2 separate regions of the Mus musculus genome follow, and region 1 is linked to region 2. The links are chromatin contacts, called in public HiChIP or PLAC-seq maps. All regions are on one chromosome and are shown on one strand. The core of a region is the stretch at or near the end of the contact, and the rest is flanking DNA. Distances in the headings are between cores, read along the strand shown.

The links. HiChIP or PLAC-seq counts read pairs in DNA pulled down with a chosen protein or histone mark.
Region 1: an HNF4G HiChIP or PLAC-seq map of pancreatic cancer cells shows a contact between it and region 2. The contact joins two enhancer-like sites. A contact is called at or near these places in 1 of 484 Hi-C or Micro-C datasets (uterus), 1 of 115 datasets of contacts at active chromatin or transcription factors (pancreatic cancer cells) and 1 of 9 other capture datasets (liver).

Annotation. Positions count from the first base shown.
Region 1 is chr9:60,742,124-60,744,823 of GRCm38.p6, reverse strand. No RefSeq gene overlaps it. Among named protein-coding and RNA genes, the nearest start is that of 1700036A12Rik, 24 kb to the left of the region's middle. Within about 2 kb of position 1,418, at least 102 of the 459 cell types and tissues checked have an H3K27ac peak or open chromatin away from gene starts, as enhancers often do. A contact at or near this core is called in pancreatic cancer cells, where this site is marked.
Region 2 is chr9:60,525,986-60,528,685 of GRCm38.p6, reverse strand. Gm51679 (a long non-coding RNA gene) reads right to left here. Exons shown (of 2, transcript XR_003948172.1): 2 at 1,683-2,604. It overlaps 9230112J17Rik (RIKEN cDNA 9230112J17 gene), which reads left to right. Exons shown (of 4, transcript NR_040464.1): 3 at 2,191-2,303. Among named protein-coding and RNA genes, the nearest start is that of Gm51679, 7.5 kb to the right of the region's middle. Within about 2 kb of position 1,300, at least 27 of the 459 cell types and tissues checked have an H3K27ac peak or open chromatin away from gene starts, as enhancers often do. A contact at or near this core is called in pancreatic cancer cells, where this site is marked.

The DNA of each region.
Region 1 (2,700 bases), core at 169-2,668, 220 kb before region 2:
GGCTATACTCCAGTGTGGGCACTAGAGGGCGATGAGAGCAAACCAACGGGGTTTTTCCTCTGCCAGCTACAATCTCCCTGCTTTGAAGGTGGGTTGATAATGACTGTAGTGTCTACTATATTTTGCAGTGACAGATGAGGGCAAAGGTCACAGGATTCATCTTCCACCAAAACACCTAACACACTGTATTGCAATATTATGCTCTATGTAAAACCTGCCTGCTTAAGAAACCCTGGTCTAGAACTCTTGCTTCCTCTCATTCTAATTCAATATCTGCACACAGCTGAGTGCGTAGGGTTGCACAACAGGATGCAGTTCTCAACAATTAGTCAGGGGCAAAGGATTTCTGAATGTGCAACAACCAAAAATTAGTTCCAAATGAAATGTGTCATAAATCAGAAGTGTTTCTGGCAATGCGCAACGGCCTGGCATTTCTTAACCTCAGTGCAGCCTCTGATCAAAACACGCATGCGTACTCTGCCAGCTTCTACCACTAACCCCCCTCCCTCGCAGCCCTCTACCCCCACCCCGGTCTCTCCAAGTCTAAATGGAGTCTGCCGTATGCTGTGGGTTGCAATACTTTCCAGTACACCGAGATTTCTGCTCTCATGGGAACAGATTGGGCTAATTGTCAAACACAAAGACTTCAAGTATGGTTTCTTCATCATCCCTCATTACCTACCCGGCGCTTGTGTCTTTGGATCATGTGGCATTTGAATACTTAATTTTTTTTAAATATTGTCTTGATTTGATTTTCACCTAGAAATCATGAACCATATTGGCTTGGGATTAGGGCAGGGTTTCCAACATTTGCTGAAACAGCCCTAAACTTAGTTCTGATATTTTGAATTATGCTTTCAGAGTAAGAAGTGTTCTTGGCACTGACAATAATAAAACCAAGCTGCAATATAAATGGTAATTTGTATGTACACCAAACATTTGTTTTAAAATACAGTTGTTTGTGATTTATTATCAGCAAGTATCAGGCTGTAAATCTATTTTAGAGATCTATATAAAATTATAATACGAATTTCCTAAGTGACAGTGGACCACGAGAGGAAAGGTGTAGGAAGCCCTGACCAAGAACTCTTGCCATCTCATAGTGTGTGTGCTGGCACCCCTCCCGCCACTGCAGGCTTCATAGTATTCGTGAAAGTCGCGTCTCTGGGAAGAGGAACCTCAACAGAGAAAATAGCTCCAATCCACTGTCCTGCATTTTCCTGATTAGTGATTGATGTGGGAGGGCCCAGCCCACTGAGCTGGCTGTCCTGCTCATGTAAGAAAGCAGGCTGAAGAAGCCATGAGAAGCGAGCCAGGAAACGGCACTCCTCCGTGCGGCACTCCTCCGTGCTTCTGCTCCAGCTCCTGCCCCCAGGTTCCCTTCATGATGACCTATAATTGGGACACCGCCAAGAAAACCCAAACAAACACTTCCCTCCTCCAGCTGCTTTTGGTTGTGGTGACTCATGACAGCGACAGAGAGTAAACAGAGTAAGCTACAAGAAGACACGTGATACGTACCCTGCTTCTCCTTGTCTTCGAGCTGGCTCCAGCTCAGGGGTGGTGTGCAAACAGCTAATTAATGGAAGAGTGGTCTAAGTGATGGTAGCTAGCTCCCACGGGGCTTTTGCATACACACTCTGGATGTCCCGACCATAACATTCATTCCGGGTCTAAAAGCACTGAGTGTCCGTCATAACTGCCACTGACTCCCGCCTCGCGGGGGTCACATAGGGCTGTTGGGAGTGCACAGCATGAGGACGAATGAAGAAGGCTGAAGCCTTCGGGTTATTTTACCTGAGAGGAGCAAGCAGGATTGATGTCCTTGTTGAGAATAAGCCAACATTTCCCGAGGCCCCCATACTTCCTGCCTCAGAGGTTTGCTGTTCATTTTTGGTAGTGGTTTTACAAGGAATGGGGCTCAAAATTGCCGGGAAAATCTACTTTACGGTTTATGGGAAAGAGATAAAAATAATGGATGAGCAATTCATCGCCTAAGAGGACTTGCTGGCACGGTTTAGCCCCTTGCGGCAGAAGCCAGGCAGAGCTGTTTTGGAGACAGCCACACCCTGGGGTGCTGCCACAGCAAACGAGAGACAGACAGGGGCAGGATTTGGGATCCGAAGGCTGTGTGCCAGCTCAGGACGTCACCCTGGGTTGACAGAATGTGTATCCACCAAGTAATGCTCAGAGTGTTCTCCACAAGACAGCAGCATGGTGGGGCGTTGGCAGGGGTGGTAGCTAGGCAGTTTGGCCTTAAAAAATGTACAGAAAAATACAGACAGCATTCTTTTTTTTTTTTTTTTTTTTTTTTACAGAGAAGTAACAGATTTGTAGTTTCTTAAGACAAAGTTGGTGATAGGATGGAAGAGAGGCAAAGAGTCCTGGAGGCACAGAGCTGGGAAGACAGCCTAGTCAGCCAAGTGCTTGCCTGGCCGTCATGAGGACTCACGCTCAAGCTCCAGAAGTAATATAAAAATAAAATAAAATAAAAATCCAGGCATTGTGGGGCATGCTTATGATAACCACACTGGGGATGGAGAGGCAGGTGGATCCCTGGGATTCATTGTCCAGCCAGCCTCTCCTACTTGGTAAATGCCAGGCTATAAAACAAGGTTATTGGTGCCGGAGAAGCAACACGTGAAGTTTCCTCTAGACCACACACACACACACACACACACACGTGTACACATATACATA
Region 2 (2,700 bases), core at 51-2,550:
GCTGTTCAGGATCAGTCTCCAACAGGAGCCCTGTGACTCTCCCCAAATCAGTAGGCATGGGAGCTTGGTTCATGACCAAGACATAAGCTGTGGGGGCTTTATCCTGCGGCCCTGATGTGCCATTGTGGCTATATGGCAGTCATCCATGTTGTGGTGAATGAAAGAAGTGATTTCAAATGCAGCTTGAAATTTTTTTTTTTTGAAAAAAAAAAAAAAGAAGCCACATACTTCTCTGTGTATGTCATGTTTCCCCAGATGGATCCACAATGAGCCATGTAATTTCCCTCGTGCATTTTCTGAGCCAGTGGTGGATCAGAGAGCTAGAAGAGGCTTCAGAAGATGCATGAGTGGCGTCTCTTTCTTCCAACAGGTGTGGTTCTGCTTCCCCCATTGGACAACCACAGATGTAGAGTGCATGTTTTTCAACAATGGATGGCCAAGACTAATGCTGACATAGGTTTTGAGACTCGGCTGTCTAATAACACACTGCTCCTTATAAACAATGTCTTCCCTATTTCATAGTCAGAGCCATAGGCTGGAAACATTAAAGGGTAAAAAGGAGCAGAGGGGCCCCAGGGAAATAGTTTGTCAATGGCCTGCATGAAGACTATTGCAACACCCATGCAAAAAGCCAGTTGTGGTGACTCATGCTTCAAACCCCAGTGCTGGGGAGGCAGAGACAGGTAGGTCCCTGGAGGCTGCTGGCCAGCCATTCTAGCCTGATTGGTGAACCCCAAGTCTCAGTGAAGCACTTTGTCTCAAAAACCAAGATGAAGCGATGGCTCAGCAGTTAAGAGCCCTGGTTGCCCTTCTAGAGGACTTGAGTTTGATCCCTGGCATTTACAAAGTGCCTCACATCTGTGTAAAACTCCAACCAGAGGACCTAACACTCTTTTCTAGCCTCTGAGGGTGCCGGGCACACATGTGGCACGCAGACATGTGCAGGCAAAAGACACATAAACAAAATAAACATTTCAAAACCAAGGTGGATAGCTTCTGAGGAATAGCCTCAAGATTAACTTCAGGCTCTGCATGCATGAACACACGTGCTAATACACGTATGTAAACATAAACACATACCTGCACACACAAACTTTATACTGAGGCAGTCACGTCTGGTGAGGAGTCACCACTGGCCCCCAGTAGGCAGGCAGGCTTTGGCACAGTGGCGGGACGAAGGTGAGTGTGTGAGGCAGGTGAAGCCATCAGCGCTGGCTCCACTGGCCTTCCTGGGCTGTGGTGCCTTGGTTTTCTACATAGGCTCTGTAGGAAACTCCTGCACGCTGGCTTTGCTCTGTCACACAGGCTTTACTCAATGTCACCTTCAACCAGAGAGCTAGTTTGCTAAGAGGGAAAATTGCCCAGGATGCCAAAGTGATAGTTATTTCCAGCGATCTAAGTTGATTAACAACTGCTTCCTGGAGGAGCTCTCAGCCACTGACTGTCTCTGGGGTTTGCAGTACTGACCACAGCGGGTACAAGAGGCACTGTGTGCAATGTGTGAAGGACAAGCCCTTATTAGGAGAGTCTCCCAGGAAGCAGGGAGGGCAAACAACATTCCTTTAGAGTGATGGATTTCTTTTATTTTTCGTTGAATATTTTCATTAAAAGAGAATTGTGGGATCGCTTTTTGCATTACTTTGAATATATATTTTGTAAAAAAAAAAAAAAAAACATCAACAAAGGGGCCACCCCCACTGGGATTCCTTTTATTTGTGAGGAGAGGATACAACTCCCAGAAGTGCTCATGAACATCCCTGACATGGAATGGGCTAGCACAGAACAATTTTCTCCATCATTTAAAACCATATACATTTCTGTTTGCTGATTGGCAGCTACCACTTCAAGCTGTTCCCGCTTCTTCACTGGGCCTCTCCCTAATTCATCATCCAGGACAGCAAGGTCTCCCCTGCCGTAGTCTTTAGCTTCTATTGCTTTCGCTACAACAAGGCCTTTGTGGTTATCTAGTGTTTATCCACCTGGCAAGTGCTTCTCGGTCATCCCAGCTAATCCCCTGCCTCACATCACTCATTTTTTCTTTCTTGGCACTCTGAGCCCTGGACACACCAAGCTGCCTCTGACTCCCTCTGGCCCTTCACAGGTGGCTTCCTTTCTAGAATAGACCTTTCCCTTCTCTCCTCTCTTGCTTGGGTCACTTTGCTCATCCCGTTCCATCCTGATTCCTTTCAGGGCTGCCTCTCTTAGCAAGGGGCAACTTCAGATGGAAGGCTGCCTCCTGGCTGAAAGTGGGGAAAAGAGAAATAATCCGAATACTTGGAATTCCAAAAGTTGTGCTGTGCCAGGTAAGGCCACTTCACTATCTCTGCTGACAGGATGTGAGCAGGAGAGAGGAAGAGAGAGAGAGATGGAAATAGAACGGGCAGAGCAAGATAACTTGAGGTGTGTCTGAAGCCTCTGGGACACTTCATGGGAATCTTCAACAGTCCCCGGACAGTCCATCTAAATATGTTGACCCCGTGACCTCAGAGACTGTGGCTGCAGACAAATTAGTCTCTGGACTGTTGTGTAGTCTTGTTACAGGTCAAGTTGCAGCCAGCCATAGGAAAGGACACAGGCTCAGTGTGCAGGTTAGAGTCCAGACCCCTGGAAGAGGAAGGAGAAGAAGCGAGTTAAGGAGACAAGCAGGAATGTTCATCCTGAAATACTTAGGTCCACTTTACAGATGGTTTATTTTTAACC